2 separate regions of the Macaca mulatta genome follow, and region 1 is linked to region 2. Evidence: chromatin contacts called from public Hi-C data. All regions are on one chromosome and are shown on one strand. Each heading gives the region's core, a stretch centred on a gene start, on an enhancer-like site or on the middle of the called end of the contact. The rest is flanking DNA. Distances are from core to core; before and after follow the strand shown. Region 1 holds the start of LOC695031 (retinoic acid early transcript 1E). Region 2 holds the start of LRP11 (LDL receptor related protein 11).

What was found. Hi-C and Micro-C count contacts between places; a contact is called where the count stands out from the background.
Region 1: a Hi-C map of cortical neurons shows a contact between it and region 2, with 3 times the contacts expected there. The contact joins the promoter of LOC695031 here to the promoter of LRP11 in region 2. A contact is called at or near these places in 8 of 14 Hi-C or Micro-C datasets (CD4 T cells, blood, cortical neurons and 4 more).

The regions. Positions count from the first base shown.
Region 1 is chr4:68,409,715-68,413,812 of T2T-MMU8v2.0, reverse strand. LOC695031 (retinoic acid early transcript 1E) reads left to right here and starts at 1,789. Exons shown (of 7, transcript XM_077999519.1): 1 at 1,789-1,894; 2 at 3,839-4,039.
Region 2 is chr4:68,373,915-68,378,422 of T2T-MMU8v2.0, reverse strand. It overlaps LRP11 (LDL receptor related protein 11), which reads left to right and starts at 2,687. Exons shown (of 7, transcript XM_028847205.2): 1 at 2,687-3,629. The coding sequence starts at 3,017.

The sequences.
Region 1 (4,098 bases), core at 540-3,039, 36 kb before region 2:
AGTAAAGGAATGAATGTGTGCTGTTTTAAGCCACTAAGTTTGCAGTAATTTGTTGCAGCCACAATTAAAAGCTAATAAGGTTTGCTTGATTGTTTATTTATTGGGATAGAGTCTCATTCTGTTGCCCAGGCTGCAAAGGAGTAGCATGATCTCAGCTCACTGCAACCTCCGCCTCCTGGGTTCAAGTGATTCTCCTGCCTCAGTATCCCGAGTAGGTGGGAATATAGGCGCTGGCCACCACACCCGGCTAATGTTTGTATTTTTAGTAGAGATGGGTTTTCACCATGTTGGCCAGGCTGGTCTCAAACTCTCAACCTCAGGTGATCCAGTGGCCCTGACCTCCCAAAGTGCTGGGATTACAGGCATGAGCCACCGGGCCTGGCTTACTAAAGTTATGTTTAAAGTGGTCATTGCTTTAGGGGAACAAGTTCAGGTGAAGAAGGTCCAGGATGGCCTGGGCAGGCAGAGGTCTCGCATTATGAAATAGGGGACTTTACATTTAACAATGGTTAAGATGAAAAATCGTGTTACATGAATTATACCACAATTTTTAAAAAGAAAGAAAGAAATGAACACAAGGATTCCAAATGGGAGGGGCAGGGAGAACCAGGCGTGGAAGCAGGAGTGGGAGTGAGCTGGGCAGATGCCTGAAAGGCAGTCTATGCTGAGGGGAGGGCAACGCAAAGTCCCAAGGCATGGGGACATCTGCAGGGCTCTGAAGACCAGCAAGGAGGCCGAGGGTGGAGGTCGGAACTGAGCAAGCGAGGGGGCATAGAGGACAGCTGACCAGACTGCGCAGGGTTCTCTAAGTGTCTATAGTGACTTTGGTTTTACTGAGAGAAAAGGGGCACTTTTGGAGGGTTTGGAGCAGAGGAGGGGTATGAGTGGTGAGGTTCTGAAGGATCACTCTGGCTGCTCTGTAGTCATTTGGGAGGTGGGGACAGGCATGGAGAACCAAGGAGGGCAGGACTGCAATCACCCTGGCCAGGAGGACAGTGGCCTAGAACCAGGGTCAAGTACTAGATGACAGTGTGGTCAAATCATAGATATTTTATTTCTAGTCCAAAGAAGAGATAAGAAAGAGGTCCTGCAAATAGGTGATTTTTTTTTTTTTAATTCTTCACAGCCTTACCACACAACCTCTAAACCTTCAGTAAAGTTGGCTATATTCACAAGTAGCTGGTGTTACTTTGGTGGGGGCTTTGTAAGGAAGTAGGCAGGGTGTCTTTTAAGGAAGACTCAGGAGAAGAGCTGGTCTTCCAGTTGCGGAGGGGAATGGAGTTGCAAGAAGAAAACAGTGAGGTTGAGCGACACACAGTGGGAACAGGAGCTCAGCGGGCAGGAGCTCCAGGCCTCCAGAGTGCAGGACGGTAGTGCCGTGTTCGCACAGAAACCAGGCAACAGAGGGCGCCAGCACCCACCGGACATGAGGTAGGGCCACTGTCACAGCCAGGCCAGGACCTGCAGAGGCCTAAACCCTGAAAAAAGGTGGGGTCCCCCACCTAGGCCTATTAAGGAAAACATATGTGTGCCATTACATGCTGGTCTCCAACAACTGCTAAAATTACATTAAGTCCTTTCTAGAATTTCGTGGCTGGGACTTGAGCCTGGTCTTGGTCCATTTACTGATGACGAATCTAGTACTGAACTGGACCCAGTTCCTGACGAGGAGCCCTGTCCTAGAATCACTTACACGTGACAGTTGACAGGTGGCCCCACCAGGTTTGCATGCTGGGTGGGTGTTCTGCTAGGCCGGCCTCTCCACGCCCAGGGAGACTGAACTGTTTTCTGCTCCTCAGAGAGTTTGCCCAGAGACTCTGAGGAAGAAAGCAGTCACCTCAGGCCTCTCCATCCTAGAGACGGCAGAAGGACAAACGTCTCCTGCTGGCACAAGGTAGTGGGGTGGAGGGTGGCCGGTGTTCCAAACACCAGTGCAGAGAGAACATGTGCATGTTTGGGAGTGAAGGAGGAAAGCAGGGGCTTGGGTGGTGAGAGAACCAGGGGCAATGAAGTAAAAGTGGGGTTGGGGGAGCTGCTGGGGGTGTGGGGGCGGGGACGCTGGATAAGGCAGGGAGGACAGGGGTGGCTCTGCGGGTCCTCTGCCTCCACACCAAACACTCAGGGATCCGTGCCTCCCGCCAGTCTGGAGTCCCAATCGCCCCTCTCTCCAATTTGGGGGACAGGGATTTCTCCTTGCTCTCCTGCCCTAACTCCTTCCTTCCAACTTCTCTTGTCTCATTCTCCCTCAGATCGTCCCCTCCACTTATGCCAAGGCTTCCACAGCCTCGCTCTGCCGGGCCTTGGCATTCCCAGCCTGGGTGTTGAAACAATTGGCCGGGATCTCAAGGCAGCTGGGCAGGGAGAGGATGGTTAGAAGCCCAGGGCACACTGCCACAAAAAGGCTGTGACTCATTTTCAGGGATTGAAAAATGCAGTCCAATTCATTTTAAAATTTTCGTCTCTCTTGGGACTTCAGGCTGAAAGTTCTTTATAGCAACGGGCTTCCGGGGACTACATGTAATTATTGGTTCCTCTTTCCTTATCATCTGCTTCTTACTTCAATTAAAATTCCACTTCAGCCGGGTGTGGTGGCTCACTCCTGTAATCCCAACACTTTGGGAGGCTGAGTAGGGAGGATTGCTTGAGCCCAGAGTTTAAGATCAGCCAAGGCAATGTGATGAGACCTGTCTCTACACCAAAAATTTAAAAATTAGCTGGGTGTGGGGGCTCACACCTGTAGTCCCAGCTATTCTGGAGGCTGAAGTGGGAGGACTGATTGAGCCCGGAAGTTCAAGGATGCAATGAGCCGTGCTCATGCCACTGCACTCCATCTGGACAACAGAGCAAGACCTGGTCTCAAAAAACAAAACAAACAAAAATCTACTTCATATGTAGCCATCATTTCGGTTTGGAAGCCACTGCCTGAAGCTGACATTTTGCAGTTAGAATATGGCTATTCCTTCCCATCCCCATGTTGGCTCATGCCAAGCTGGGATTCAGGACCACAGAGGGCAACAAAGGTGGAAGGGCCCCCTTCCCATTTCCTTATGTTTTTCCCAGCCTATCTGCAGCTCTTTCTTTTTCTTCAGTGTTAGGTCAGCATCCCAGATGTCAGGACCCAAGTACAGGCCTGCTGTGCTCCTTCCTGTGAGTCATCAGACTTGTAGAAAATATTGGCCCTGCTAAGGAGCTACTCAGTGGTCATATCACACATACGCATGCACATACACACACACACGCACCCATATGCGCGCAGGCACAAACACACACACACACTGTTCTTGGCCCACCCCCGCTGGTGTCCCCACAGCAGCAGCACTAGTAGGTTGGTAGCAGCGAGTCCCTCTCCCCGCACTCTCAGGGCCTGGGTGTGTACAGAACAGGCTCCACTCAGGACAGATTTGAGACCCCTTATCCAGACCAAGAGGCGGAAGTGCACCCTCAAAACTGGGGTGCTTTAACCTTAGCAGCCAGAGAACCAGGTAGGGGATGTGTAAAAAATGTGCTTCCCTGGGCCCCTTCAAACCCTTGACCCACTATCCTCTGAGGAGACAACCCCTTATCCCTCCAGCCCCATGGAGAGAGCCCCGCCCAGAGTCCACGGTTACTTTCTTTGAAGTCTGTTCCATCTAGTTAAGAAAGGACAGTGGTTCAGACCCACTTACCAGTGATCATGAGTCACAGGATGTCACCCTCTGGGTCTGACATGCACTTGAATTAACTGGCATACTGCCCGGCACACAGAGGGAACCCAGATGTGGAATGGATATGGGTGGTGTTACACGCCGCATGTTTGCCTGCCTTCCAAATTCATATGCAGAAATCCTAATTCTCAAAGGTGATGCTATTTAGGAAGTCATAAGTCATGCGAATGGAGCCCTGTGGGATTAAGAAGTGACAGGAGAGCTTGCTGTCATTCTCTGCTCCCCACTGTGTGAGTATACAACAGGAAGACAGCCATCTGGTGAGGAAGAGAGGGCCCTCGCCAGACACCGGACCTGCCGACACCTTCATCTTGGACTTCCCAGCCTCCAGGACAGTGAGAAATAAATGCTTGGTGTTTTAGCCACGTATTCTGTTGCAGCAACCTGAACTGGC
Region 2 (4,508 bases), core at 1,438-3,937:
TTGATTAACTTTCATCTATGTATTCACCAGTGAAATTATCACCACAATCAAGATAATGAACACACCTATCACTGCAGAAGTTTTCATGTGCTTCTCTGTAATCCCTTCCCTTCCTACTCAAACTCATGCCTCTTCTATCACAAGCTTTCTCCACTCTGGCTGTTGAGAACATGAATATATTGCCTGGCCAGTGCAAGCTCAGAAGTTTTTCTGCTGGCTTTTTTCTAGCGGTTGCCTCTGTGTCTTGGGAAGTTTTCTCACATGCATGTACCTGGTCGAACTTCTGCTGAAGACTCAGAGGAACCCTGCGCAGATCTCCAGAACTCCCTCCTTCCGTTGCACTCTCTCCTCTCCAGTACTCTAGCCACCCTGGCCTCCCTGAATTCTCAGCTCTATTTTCCAACTCAGATGCTATTTCGGTTCCCCTGTCTGCATTGCAGCTTGGAAACCCTCGCCAGGCAGCAAGCTGGAGCAAGCAGCATGTTCACTTCCTTTGTCTCCCTTCTCTTGGGCCCTGCATTGCCTGTTGCTCAATGTCTGAAACCATTGTCTCATACATTTTTTCCCATATTTTTCATTTCAGGCTACAGAGTAAGTTCAGTCCCTGTTGCTCCCTCTTGGCTGAAGCAGATGTCAACACTTATTTTTAAAAAATAGAAAATAATTTACAACAAGCTCATTGTACAAAAAATTCAACAGCTATACAGTCTTATAAATTATAAAAGTCAATATTTCCCCTTCAGTACTCCCAACTTACAGCCCAGAAATAACCACTGCTCACAGTAAACACAACATTAAATAATGTTCACTTCTCCCAAAAAGGCCTACTGTGAAGTTGCAGATGCAGGAAAATCTCTGGTGGTGCTGGAGAGATTTAGAAATGAATGCACCTGAGAAATGCTGTCCTCTCCCCTGTCCACTTCCCTACCACGGAGTATGTGAGCTAGGGCTCACTCTGTACTGACTTCTCTTTCACTGTCCCAGAGGCAGGAGTGAGGTGGTCAAAGTCTGTGAAGTCCACATAAAATCATGTATGTGAAAGTGTTTGGCCAACTTTGAAATCATATCCAATTCTTAGTTAATATTACATATTATCATATGTTATTTTTAATATTAATAATTTATATAACAACTAGTCCTTGGAGGGTTTGATGATACCCTCAGTCAGCATTTTCATCACTGGTGAAAGTTTCTCCTCATAACAATCCTGCTCAAGCTCTCCAGCTCAAGCTCTCCAAACGTTATGGCAAAAAATAAAAATAATAAATAAAAAGCATTATGTTGTTTCAAGGTCATCTTACAGTGACTGCAGTTGTATGGGATGAGTATCCCCTATGCGGAAGAATCTCCAGGTCAAAGTGGTACAGTCCAGACACAGCCTTTAGAGCTAAGAGGCCATTTCTTTCAGCCTCAGAAATCACTCAAATATAGCCCTGCAAAAACTTTATAATTTCTCCCTTTCATGGAATGGCGAGTAACATTGAGCTTTTTTATTTCTTTTCTATTTCTGCCTTTTAATTTCACCTCCCACTCTGGTCTGGACCTGCAAGCAATGGGTTCCTAAATGTCAGCTCTGGAGATAATAAAAACATAGCAGAGACTGATATTTTCCCATCCAATTATTTATTCTTTCCCTCCTACAATATAGACACTTAACAATGTTCTACTTACAAAGTGCGCATCCACGCAAAAATTTCCGGACAGGCTAAAAACCATAAAGATGTGATCCATAATCAGGAGAAAAATGAATCAACAGAAACTGATTCAGAAATAAACAAGAGGCAGACGCTGCTCACAGAAGTCTAGAACTCCAAGGTGAAGCCCCCACTGGGTTGGACATTTTCTTATTCCTTATGTCATTTAAAGCACAACTCCCGAGATTTTACGTGATCTAACAGCTAAACGCCTCTCCGTCACAGGTTGTAGAGATTACTCCCAGGTCCCCACGTTGGCTCTGTTCAGATTTTTAGTTATATTTGTGGAAATATGAGTGCATGTTGTCACACACAACGACTGCTTTTTATGGGTTTTGTTTTTATTTTTAAAGACAGGGTCTTGTTCTGGCCCCCAGGCTGGAATGCAGTGGTGTGATCATAGTTCATGGCAGTCTCGAACTCCTGGGCCCAAGCGATCCTCCCAGCTCAGCCTCAGGACTTACAGGCGAGCACCAGCTCACCAGGCTTGATTTTTGTGTTTTTAAATAGACTGAATATCTTTCAGTACTTCCCACCCCCACCCCACCAGGCCCCGACTCCGCCACCCCTAACCCCGCCCCACTTTGTACTACCCAAGCACATCTTGGGAACCTGATGCGGAAAGTCAGGGACGCTGGAGGTGAAGGGCTCAGGAGGCTGTACGGTGGTCCTAGGTGCGCGTGCCCCCTCTCTGGAGTAGTCCCTGGGGTCACGAGGATTTGAAGAGACGCCCTCCCTTCCCACTGCCCCTGTTCTCCCGAGTGCCAGGCCCCTGTGGACAGGCGCCCTGGGCAGGTCTAGCTGGTTGCTAAAGCCTGCTGGGCCCAGACATGAACCCTGCCCTGGCTGGGAAGCGGCGCGGGAGTACAGCAGTTCTGAGGCTGCCCTCCCCTGAGCCGGCTCCCCCAGCCCTGGAGGAGCCGGCGCAAGACGCGCGGGGGCGGGGCCGCGCGGAGGGGCGGGGCTCACCAAGGCTCCACCTCGCCGCGGCCACTGTTCGCACACCTGGTGCTGATCAGCTACGCAGCCGACTCGCCGCCACCCAGAGCGCCGCGGGCCGGGGCGGAGAGGCGCAGAGCGCCGCGCAGCCTCCGGCGAAGGCAAGGAGCGGTGCCCGGCTGGGCCGGCTATGCCTCCAGCTACTGCGGTTCACGCCGGCGCCCGCGCGCCCGCGGCCTCGGGGAAGCAGCCAGGTTCCGGGGGTGCCGCGCTGTGAGGCCGGGGCCTAGAGTCAGCCGCGGCCGCGCAGGAGGGGCACAGGGCCCGCGCTCGCGGGCGCCCGCGTCCCCGCCTCGGCTCGCTGCCCTCGGCTGCCGGCCGCCATGGCCTCCACCGCCCGGGAGAGCGCGGGCTCGCGGCGCCGGCGACCGCCGCGTCACGGGGCGCTACGCGGGCTGCTGCTGCTCTGCCTGTGGCTGCCGAGCGGCCGCGCGGCCTTGCCGCCTGCGGCGCCGCTGTCCGAACTGCACGCGCAGCTGTCGGGCGTGGGGCAGCTGCTGGAGGAGTTCCGCCGGCAGCTGCAGCAGGAGCGGCCGCAGGAGGAGTTGGAGCTGGAGCTGCGCTCGGGCGGCGGCCCCCAAGAGGACTGCCCGGGTCCGGGCGGCGGCGGCTACAGCGCCATGCCGGACGCCATCATCCGCACCAAGGACTCCCTGGCGGCGGGTGCCAGCTTCCTGCGGGCGCCGGCGGCCGTGCGGGGCTGGCGGCAATGCGTGGCGGCCTGTTGCTCCGAGCCGCGCTGCTCCGTGGCCGTGGTGGAGCTCCCCCGGCGGCCCTCGCCCCCGGCCGCCGTGCTCGGCTGCTACCTCTTCAACTGCACGGCGCGCGGCCGCAACGTCTGCAAGTTCGCGCTGCACCGCGGCTACAGCAGCTACAGCCTCAGCCGCGCCCCGGACGGCGCCGCCCTGGCCACAGCGCGAGCCTCACCCCGGCTGGGTAAGCGCACGACTGAGGGGCTGGCCTTGGCCAGAGCGCTCGGGTCCCGCAGCGCCCTCGCCAAGTTGGAACGAAACACACTGGTGTCAAGTTATTTTAGCCGCGGGCACCCAGAGGAGTTTCCGGCATGGGTTTTTCTGTCTTAAGAGGAAGCCCAGTAGATTGGCAGAAGTGGGGGGGCGCGTTGAGGTGCTACTGGAATTTTTCTAGGCTTGAAGAGGAAGGCTGATCTGAGAGGATTCGTGGAAATATGATTTAAAAGAGGAGAAAAACTCAGAGAAAAAAGTTTGTTTTAGTCTCATGGGTTGTATAAGGCATGGTTTCTATTACGTAATTGCAAGAGCAAAATCTAATTAGATGCCGGGCTTCTTATAACACCCACTCCTGTTTCTTAACGTGGCTCTCCTGACTGCTTGCGGTGGCTTTCATCATACAAAAATGGGAGGAAAACTACTGCTCCCTTTTATAAAAAGTGAAAAGAAGGGACTTGATTTTCATTGAAAATAGGAAACTTTAAGGCCGGGCGTGGTGGCTCATGCCAATAATCCCAGCACTTTGGGAGGCCGAGGCGGGCGGATCACCTGAGGTCAGGAGTTTGAGACCAGCCTGACCAATGTGATGAAACCCCATCTCTACTAAAAATACAAAAATTAGCCAGACCTGGTGGCATGCGCCTGTAATCCCAGCTATTTGGGAGGCTGAGACGGGAGAATCGCATGAACCCAGGAGGCGGAGGTTGCAGTGAGCCAAGATCGGGCTATTGCACTCCAGCCTGGGCCACAAGAGCGAAACTCCGTCTTAAAAAAAAAAGAAAAAAGAAAAAGAAAATAGGAAACTTTAAAGCATGTTTCTTAAGGACTAAAAATGATGCTGACTCGA